Regions from separate parts of the Macaca mulatta genome. Here region 1 is linked to region 2. The links are chromatin contacts, called in public Hi-C maps. All regions are on one chromosome and are shown on one strand. Each heading gives the region's core, a stretch centred on a gene start, on an enhancer-like site or on the middle of the called end of the contact. The rest is flanking DNA. Distances are from core to core; before and after follow the strand shown. Region 1 holds the start of USP16 (ubiquitin specific peptidase 16). Region 2 holds the start of CCT8 (chaperonin containing TCP1 subunit 8).

The links. Hi-C and Micro-C count contacts between places; a contact is called where the count stands out from the background.
Region 1: a contact with region 2 is called in a Hi-C map of fetal cortex germinal zone, with 1.9 times the contacts expected there. The contact joins the promoter of USP16 here to the promoter of CCT8 in region 2. A contact is called at or near these places in 3 of 14 Hi-C or Micro-C datasets (fetal cortex germinal zone, fetal cortical plate and liver).

The regions. Positions count from the first base shown.
Region 1 is chr3:18,473,222-18,478,297 of T2T-MMU8v2.0, forward strand. It overlaps USP16 (ubiquitin specific peptidase 16), which reads right to left and starts at 2,287. Exons shown (of 18, transcript NM_001260999.2): 1 at 2,216-2,287.
Region 2 is chr3:18,422,397-18,427,876 of T2T-MMU8v2.0, forward strand. It overlaps CCT8 (chaperonin containing TCP1 subunit 8), which reads left to right and starts at 3,538. Exons shown (of 15, transcript NM_001261501.1): 1 at 3,538-3,654. The coding sequence starts at 3,595.

The DNA.
Region 1 (5,076 bases), core at 1,037-3,536, 50 kb after region 2:
TCATCTTCCAGTTATGCTATTTTTATTATATCATTCTCTTGATTGAAAGCATTTAACAGTTTCCCAGACCACACTCCCTAAACTTTAGCCTTTATAAATAGGGACCATAGGCCTTTATAAATTTGGCCCCAATGCTCAGCTAATTCTGACTCTCTATTATGCCTCGACAACAAAAACAACAACAAAAAACCCACTAAAATTATAATTATATAGTACTTTTGATCTTCAAAGTCCTTTCACAAACATTATCACATCGGATTTCGATAACAACACTTTAAACAGAGACATTTCACTCAAGGAGAAAACTCAGGAAAAAAAATGGTGAAAGATCACACAGGGTAACAAAAATGAGCTAAAAGGCAGGTGTTGTCCGGATGCGGTGGCTCGCGCCTATAATCCCAACACTTTCGGAGGTCGAGGTGGGAGGATCGCTTGAGGCCAGAAGTTCATGACTAGCCTGGGCAACAAAAAAGCGACACTCTATCTCTACAAAAAAAAAAAGGTAAAACGCAGATGTTTGGGTTTTCAAGACCACCACTTTTTACCTGCCAATCAAGTCAGTCTCTTTTTGGTTTTTTTTGAGACAGAGTCTTGCTCTGCTGCCCAGGTTCAAATGCTGCTTCTACCTCAGACTCCCGAATAGCTACGATTACAGAGCCCACCACCACGCCCGCCTAATTTTTGTATTTTTAGTAGAGACGGGGGTTTGAACTCTGGGCCAGGCTGGTCTGAACTCCTGACCTCGTGATCTGCCCGCCTCGGCCTCCCGAAGTGCTGGGATTAAAGACGTGAGCCACCGTGCCTGGCCAAGTCTGTCTCTTGTACTCCACTCCAAAACACTTTGTACCCTCCGCGCCTTGATGTCTTTGATTTCTAGCCGTAATGTTCTATCTATCTAAATCTTACCAATCTTGCAAGCTCTCCATTTCAAGGAAGACTTAGACAATCATTCTACTCTAAATTAACCTCTCCACTGAACTTCTCCAGTATTTATGGTATGCTCCAGTCATCTTGTCCCCTTATCAGATATTCTAGTGAATTTCTTAAATTTTTATCTGGGTTTATCTTATTTCTCTAAGCAGAACCTAAAGTTCTTAGAAAAATAAACGGTTTCAGGCATAGCTTTGGAACTGCCTATAATATCTAGCATAATGTTAGTACATAGTAGGTCCTGAAGAAATACTTCTTGCATTTAAATAGAAAAATAGAATAGTACCTGAGGCATAAAGGATGATTACAAGGTGCAAAGGTAGGTACATAAGAATGAAGCAAACAAGTTCTGGTGAAAAAGAAAAGAGTGAAGAATAAGAAGTCAGAAGTCTGCAGCAGTGAAGACAGACAGCACTAGTAAATCCGGTTTTAGGATTGCAGCAGCTCAAGACTCCATAGGAAACTTGAAAGACGAATTGTTAATTGCTGCAGGCAGAGGACATAGAGGCGTCACTCCAGTGCTGCGGAAAGAGCCCCAGTAAATTTCTGACAACTGTAAAGGCAACTAATGACTCACGAGGAGAGAATACTGTGACTTCCATCAGCTCTAAAACATCAATAAGCTTACTACACTTTTCAAGTAGTGTCATCGGATGAGTATTAGCGTCCTAGTGAAATGACTCTTTGCAGGACTCCGTACAAAATCTAAATCAAAGATAGTGTTGCCGGCTCTCATATTTTTCCAAGTCTCTTCTCTCTCTGCCCTCCCAGTCGTCCCCTGCCTACTCGGTTCCATTAAAAATGTAAGCGTGTGGAAAACTTTGTCAGCAGGTCTTAACGTGGCTTTCAAGTTTTGCGTAGATCAGTCCTCTCCTAGGTGAAGTCAACTGGATAGGTGACAGATCCTGCTTTTCCTACCAGCAGTAAGAACACGGCTGCAAACCCAGCCCCAACCCATAGGGTAGTCCCTGCCACGCGCCACCCACCCACTTGCTCGGCGCCTGCCACACCTCCCCTCTCCTCCTCTTCTAACTGCTCCGATCCCACCGGGGAACCCCGGGGTCCACGGGGTCGAGAAGGGCGCCAGCAGCAGCATCTCATTGGCCAGCTTCTGGAACTGACAAGACACGCAGCCAATGAGATCGCAGTACCGGAAGTAGCCGGGTTACGTGCTTAAAGAGTGGGGCCTTCAAGAAGAGAACGAAGTTGGGGCGGAAAACAGGGGCTCTCCCAGCGCAGGAAGTCAGGCGAGCGACGACTGCCAGGCAGTGCGACCAGAACTCACCCACGGCGACAGAGCCCATAACTGCATCCCCTCATGGGCCTTTGGGCTGGGCAGCCAGCTCCGTCTTCCTCCTGGTGACGAATTGAGAGCGACGGAGCAGAAGCCAGAGTGACCCCTGGAAAGCAACAACTTCCGGAACGCGGCATTATGGGAAGTGGCTAGGTCACCACCTCCCCACCCCCACCTCCCGTGACCATAGGCTCTGACGCTAGTAAATCTGCGCCTGCGTGCGGCTTGCGCCGGAAGTTCGGGCTTAGGGGTTTGGTTGTCAATGGGTTTTCTGGTCTCTGACATAACCATGAAGTTATATAAATGCCTCTGAAGTGTGGGCATCTGGTGGTGGTCTGAGCCTTGGAGTTCCCCAGATGGTTACCTTTCTGGAACACATTACATTTGGAGACTAACGGGGAGCGCTTAAATTTCTGTTTCCATAATTCTGTCCTCTCGACTTCTAAAACTGAGTACGTGAGTTGTCTTGAATTTACCTTCCTGCGCCATGTCAGAATAAAAAACGCAGCGAGTTAATTTTTTTTTTTTTTTGAGACGGAATATCCGTCTGTCGCCCAGGCTGGAGGGCATTCTTCTGCCTCAGCCTTCCGAGTAGCTGGGACTACAGGCGCACGCCACTACACCCGGCTAACTTTTGTATTTTTAGTAGAGACTGGGTTTCGTCATATTGGCCAGGCTGGTCTGGAACTCCTGACCTTGTGATCCGCCCTTCTCGGCCTCCCAAAGTGCTGGGATTACAGGCGTGAGCCACCGCGCCCGGCCGCGAGAGTGAATTTTTAAAGCAGAACTGAAAGACGGTGTCAAACATAAATTGCGGGAGAGGAGGGGATTTTCAAATATTTACTGTTCATTCTTTGAAAATTTGTAAGTGCGAGGCCGGGCGCGGTGGCTCATGCCTGTAATCCCAACACTGGGAGGCCGAGGCGGGTGGATGACCTGAGGTCAGGAGTTCGAGACCAGCCTGGCCAACATGGTGAAGTCCCGTCTCTACTAAAAATACAAAAAATTAGTCGGGCATGGCGGCGAGCGCCTGTAATCCCAGCTACTCGGGAGGCTAAGGGAGGAGAGTCGCTTGAACTCTGGAGGCAGAGGTTGCAGTGAGCCAAGATCACTCCATTGCACTCTAGCCTGGGCAACAAGAGTGAAACTCTGTCTCAAAAAAAGAAAATATGTAAGGGTACACTTTGTGCCAAGCCTTCCCTCAAATGAATTAAACATAGGCCTCTCTGCCCTGGAGTCTTAGTTTAGTAGAGAAAATAGTAATCCCTACCAAGGGTGCGAGGGTGGGGGGGTTGCAGATATCTATAGAAAAATAGTCAAAGAATGTAAACAGGTAATTCACCATAAAAAAAAATTGGTCATAAAATAAATGTCTATTGTTACTAATCAGATGAAAGGAGTTTAAGATGGTGGCATACTAACCACCAGAGTAACATTTGGTTAAATTTGGGGGAAAACTAGCTCTCTTGCTTTTTACTGCTGAGATAAATTTTTTTGTTTGTTTGTTTTCTTTTGTTTTGAGACTGGCTTGCACTCTGCTGCCCAGGCTGGAGTACAGTGGCACGATCTCAGCTCACTGCAACCTCCACCTTCCGAGTTGAAGCCATTCTCCTGCCTCTGCCTCCTGAGTGGCTGGGATTATAGGCACATGCCACCCCACCACACCCAGCTAACGTTTGTAGTTTTTGGTAGAGGTGGGGTTTCAGCATGTTGGCCAGGCTGGTCTTGAACTCCTGGCCTCAAGTGATCCACCTGCCTCAGCCTCCCAAAGTGCTGAATTACAGGTGTAAGCCACCGCGCCCAGCTTAGTTTCATCTTTCACTTTATTCTGACAACATTATGACATTAAAGTCCAAGAGATATTGGGCTCGTCCTTGTTTGGTCTCTGGTGATTTAGATGAGGCAGGACTGAGCCCCCACGAATATATTATCTCAAAAAGTTAGTAGCAGCTATTATGCAAAGTTCCAAGGCTCAAGTCAAATCCTGGGCATATCCACGGATGTGTGGTAGGGCATAGGCTCCAGCTCTCATGCAAGAAAGAACAGGAGTGGGATGAGATAATTTTTTAAAGCTTTATTCTCCAAGCTCCAGAAATGCAGGCTTTTTGCCCCCACCCATTTTAAAACAGAGCCTTAAGGTCATTGTACCATGTGCTTCCTGTCTGAAAGGCTCTTCCCCTTCATCTTCCGGGGTTGGTATCTTATTGTCATTCTGTTCATACCTTATTTTTAATTTACTTATTTTAGAGACAGGGTCTGGCTTTGTAGCCCAGACTAAAGTGCAATCATAGTTCACTGTAACCTTGAATTCCTGCGCTCAAGTGATCCTCACACCTCAGCCTCCTGTAGCTGGTACTGCAAGTGTGTGCCACCCCATCAGCTAACTTTTTGATTTTTTGAAGTCACCGTGTCTCTGCAAAAGCTTGCTGCCCAGGCTGGTCTCAAACTCCTGACCTCAAGCGATACTCCAGCCTCAGTCTCCCAAAGCACTAGGATTCCAGGTGTGAGTCACCGCATCCAGCCTCTATACATGCCTTAAAAGTCACTTCCTTCCAGTTACAGGGCAATCTAGGTAACACAGTCATCTGATCACTCACATCACCTTACTTCTCTGTCCAGCAATTATCCACTATCTGGTAATTTTCTTTTTTTTTTTTTTTTTTTTTTGAAACAGAGTCTCACTCTGTTGCCCAGGCTGGAGTGCAGTAGTGCAGTTACAGCTCACTGCAGCCTCAGTCTCCCAGGCTCAAGCAATTCTCCTACCTCAGCCTCCTGAGTAGCTGGGACTACAGGCCTACAGGCACAGGACCCCACATCTGGCTAATTTTTGTATTTTTTGTAGAGACAGGGGT
Region 2 (5,480 bases), core at 2,288-4,787:
ATGTTTTCAGTCGGCACCTAACATGAGGATCTCAGGCTTTTGAATCAATATAACAGAAACCTGCAGTCTCCTTGGCCTTTTGCAAACTCTGGAGGAAAAATCCTCTCGATTGCTTTGTGTTGTTCTCTGGTTTTACTTTATATACGTCTGGATGGGAAGAATACAGACCATGCCTCCCATGTCTTAATCTGTTTGGGGTGGTATAACAAAATACCATAAACTAGGTGGCTTAGAAACAAGAGAAATGTGTTACTCACAGTTCTGGAGGCTGGAAGTCCAAGATCAAGGTGCTAGCAGATACAGAGACTGGTGAGGGCCTGCTTCCTGGTTCACAGATAGCACCTTCTAGCTGTGTCATCACATGGTGGAAAGGCAAATTAAGCTCCCTTGGGCATCTTTCATAAGGGCACTAATCTTTTATAAGGGTGGAGACCTAATGAACTAATCATCTCCCAAAAGGCCCTATGTAATACCATCATTTCGGGGCTTAGGATTTTAACATACGAATTTTGGAGTGACACAAACATTGAGACCACAGCACCTCAATTTTTCGATCTCCTCTTCTGGATACCCATTTGGTCACCCAGTAGTTCATTTGACAACTATTTATTGAATCCTTACTCTGTGCATTGTCCAATTACACTATAAGGGCTGGTGATTCAGCATCTACCTGCTGGTGGAGAAAGAAGACAAGTAATTCCATCATTACAACTGTGTTAAGTGCTATGAAGGAGAAACACAGAAGCTATGAGAATGACAAACAGGGAATGTCTCAGGAGTCATCAAAGACTTTCTAATGAAAGTGTCTGCATACTGAGGTAGAATTAACTCAGCCAAAAGGGAATAGAAGAGCATTTTAGGTAGGAAGAAGAGCAGAGGTAAAGACCCTGAGGCAGAAGTGGTAAAGCAGACAGCATGAACTATTCCAGGTACTGGGGCCAGAATATAGGACATTAATGCCAAAATGGAGAAGATACCAGTGAGATAAACAAGGATCAGAACCCAGGCCTCGAAGTCACTTTAAATATTTGTGTTTCTTTTCTGGGCAAGGAATATTTGACCTTTTGGACTCAGCGAATATTTGGCCCTTGTTTTGACTCTATCATTATGAATGCAGTTTAACCCAAATTATATAAAGTTTCTAATTTTCATCTAGAAAGTATTCTTAGCAGTTAAGTCCATTTCATTCATTGATAAATTACCATACAGATTTAAATTGATTTTAATTCTTCCCATTTCCTATTTGTTAAAATTAAAGATCAATTTTTTATTATAAATTTTCAACAAAAATTTGATCTATCAATGGTTTTTTCCTCAAGTTCTATTTTCCATGGTCTAGTTATACATTTCTCAAGATTTGATTCCTCCATTTTTAATTAATAAAATTAATCAGGTGTCATTAGGCCGGGCGCGGTGGCTCAAACCTGTAATCCCAGCACTTTGGGAGGCCGAGACGGGCGGATCACGAGGTCAGGAGATCGAGATCATCCTGGCTAACACGGTGAAACCCTGTCTCTACTAAAAAAAATACAAAAAACTAGCCGGGCGAGGTGGCGGGCGCCTGTAGTCCCAGTTACTCGGGAGGCTGAGGCAGGAGAATGGCGTGAATCTGGGAGGCGGAGCTTGCAGTGAGCTGAGATCCCGCCACTGCACTCCAGCCTGGGCGACAGAGCAAGACTCCGTCTCAAAAAAAAAAAAAAAAAATCAGGTGTCATTTTAGCTCCTTTCAGTTTTATTTTGTGTTAGCTATTTTTATAAGCAACATTATCTCTGAGTCAGAGGAATGTGCTTTTATTTATTTCTTAGCTAATCGAGGGAAAAATCTTGGATCGTTCTGTTGTTCGGGCCTGATCATTGTAGTAGTTCTCTAACGTACCAGTCTCAGAACACCTTTAGACTCTTAAAAAAAGTATTGACTTCCCCAAAGGCCTTTGGTTTATGTGGGTTATAGGTATCGATATTTGCTGTATGAGAAATTAAAACTGGTAAATTTGTAAACATTATTTAAAAAATAACAATAACCTTATCACACAATAATATGTATGATTTTATTAAAACTATCCCTATTTTCCAAGAAGGAAAAAGGTGGCTGTATTAGTCCGTTCTCTAATCGCTATAAAGAACTACTTGAGAGTGGGTAATTTATAAAGAAAACAGGTTTAATTGGCTCACAGTTCCACAGGCGATACAGGAAGCATGGCTGGGGAAGCCTCGGGAAGCTTACAATCAAGGTGGAAGGTGAAGGGGAAGCCGGAAAGTCCTACAAGGCTGGAGGAGGAGGAAGAGACAGAGTGGGGAGGTGCCACACACTTTTAAACAACTAGGTCTCATGAGAACTCACTCACTATCACAAGAACAGCAATGGGGACGTTCGCCCCCTTGATCAAATCACCTCCCACCAGGCCACACCTCCAACACTGGGGATTATAATTCCACATCATATTTGGGCAGGGACACAAATCCAAACCATATCACTGGCATTTACATTTTTGCAAAAAAAGATTTTTTTTTTTTTGAGACAGGACCTCACTCTGTTGCCCAGGCTGGAGTGCAGTGGCATGATCTCAGTTCACTGCAGCCTCAACCTCCCAGGCTCAAGCAGATCCTCCAACCTTAGCCTCCTGAGCAGCTGAGACTACAGGTGCATGCCACCAAGCCGAAGGGATTTATATTTATCTATAAATTTATATATAAATCAGATATATTTATATAAAATGTATACATTTTGCAATCAGTCTGACCTGGGTAGGAATTCTAGCTGTAATATTTACTAGCTCTGTGATCTTGGGAAAATTATTTACCCTTTGTGAACTTCAGTTTCCCTTCCATAAAATGGAAACAATACCATTAAAAATCAAATGGTATTGTCTCCATTTTGTAGAAGGAAAACTAAATGTTATTTTAATCGACAATTCATTAATTTTTAAGATTGACCATTAACAGAGATACTCCATGGAAAGCGGATCATACAGAACCTGGCGCATGTAAAGCAGATCACACAGAACCTGGCACACGTGAGCATTTGATGTGTGCTACGCTACCCGTGGTGACGACTTTAATTATGCGCATTCCCAGCGCTTCCTATGGTGCCCAACACACAGCGCACGCCCAAAGGCAATTTTGGCGGATGGGGCAGATGCTCTGCCTCGGGGAAAAAAAACCACACACACACACCTGCCCTGATGTTGGTGGCTGGGTCTGGAATATTACGTGGAAATTAAGCTAAGGATGTGTGCCTTCCACATCAAAAGCCGCAAAAATCTAACACCGCGACTACTGAGTCCGATCAGGGAGCACAGACTGGAACAAGCTCCCACGGCTTGGGCAGTCTGCGCGTGCGTGAGCCGGAAACCCGAGGCGCTCCCTGGGCCCGCCCTATCGATCGACCCGATCGGGGATCGTCAGCTTGGTTCTGGTCACAGAAGTTGCTCTTCTCGCGATGCTTCACCTCGCGGCGGGGAAAGGGCGGGCTAACTGGAGAGCGAGGAAGAACGAGACACGGCCGCAAGCTGCTTTCCCAGAAGGCTGTGCGTGCTCCTTGCTTCCTCCGCTTTCTTCCGAGTGGTCGCGTGAACGGCTTCCTGCAGCCTGGCCATGGCGCTTCACGTTCCCAAGGCTCCGGGCTTTGCCCAGATGCTCAAGGAGGGAGCGAAAGTAAGGGCTGAAGGAAAGGAATGAGGTGGGAGAGTCAGCATAGGGCTGCGGCGGCCGCGGCGAAGTAGGAGGGCCTACTAACGGGCTGAGCGTGCTGCCCTGGCACAGCGGCCAGGGGAGAGAAGATTCCAGAAAGGGAGGTGATCTTGGAAGGACTCGGCCTTCCAGGTGTCTTCTCTTCTTCCGCGACCGGGAGAAGGCTGAGGGGTGGGCGGCACGATCGACATTGTACACCTTGAAGGTGGACGGACGTGAAGCCGCGCGTGCGTTTTGCCTCCATCCATAAATGGGGCTAAGGCTTAAAAGGGGTTGTGAGGGTGAAATTGAATAACGTAGATGAAATTGTCTTGGGAACTGCGACGCCGATTGACACATAGCTCGCGAGTTATAGGATGGGGAAGAAGGAGAACTAGGCGATCCAGAGAAGAGAGTGTGGGAAAAAGGGCCGGGTCATGGTTGCTTCTTTCCCAGTGAGAAACAGGGCTTTCAGCTTGGTTGACAGAAGCCATGCGTTGTAGCCAGATGAGTTCCAGTCCCAACTTATGTTAGCTGGCTTATTAGTCTAAAACCTAACTCTCTTGGGTTTTGTTTTCTTGATCTTTAAATTACGGAGATTGGACCAAGAGGGTGGTGTCTTTGAGTTCTGACCCTGTAATCTGCAGGATAAGTGATACAGTGGTGCAGATGACACTGTTTTGTTTAATGGCCGTGTCTTGAACGTTATTTCAGTAGCATAGTTTTAAAAAATATCTTACTGCACTGTTGATAAATTTGTCTCTTGTGCTATTCAAATTGCGTTCCTCTGTATGTCCTCCAGATTTTGTTAATTCAAGAAATAGATCAGTGTGGTCGAATTTAAGGTTATGCGAGGTACAGGGAGCATTAACAGTTTAATACAACTAGGTTCATGTTTGTAGAATGCACTCTTCAAATAATGTCATTATAGTAAGTAAATGTCAGGGTTTAATGTAAATGTTGGTGGCATCATCTTTTGAAAATAATATGGGCTGATTTCCTTAAAAAATCAGGCTGAGATAGTAGCTTCCAATTTGGGTTTTTTTCACTAATACAGTTTTGGAAAACTCTTGTATCACAAAACATTATTTGTATTTCCAATGCTAGTAGATTTTTACAGAACACTGAACTATTTCATTCAATAAATAGGTACTGAAGGAACTGCAGTGAAAAACACAAGTCCCACTTCTCGTAGAGTTTATGTGCTTCTAAGGCAGATATAATGATTAAAAGGAGAATTCCAAATAATGATGAAAGAAACCGTACTATAGTAGAGGATGACAGGAGGTTAAAATGTCTCTAAAAGAAGGATCAGGAATAGACAGAACACTTAGATATTTAGGGAAGAACTCTTAGCTCTGTGCTTAGTGAGAGAAGCCCCTGAACCTGGGCTGTTTCCCCCCACCTCTTATTTAGGTGTACTTAACTAGTACAAAGACCCTGAGGAAGGAATGATTTGAACCTGTTTTTTTTCTTCTTCTTCAAAAAAACCAGAAAACAGGTTATAGGGCTGAAGCTTACCAAAGAAAATGGTAAATTTAGAGGAGGAGCTATACAAGGATACACGGGCCAGGATATGTAGGGCCTTGTTTCCCTGAAGAGGGATTTGCATTTTATCCTAAGCGGGATGGGAAACTGTTGAAGGGTTTTTTTTGTTGTTTGTGGTGTTTTTTTTTTTTTTTTTTTTTTTTTTTTTTTTTTTTTTTGAGACGAGGTTGCGTTCTGTCGCCCAGGCTGGGATGCAGTGGCGCTCTCTCCACCCTCCGCCTGCCAGGTTCACGCGATTCTCCTGCCTCAGCCTCCAGAGTAGC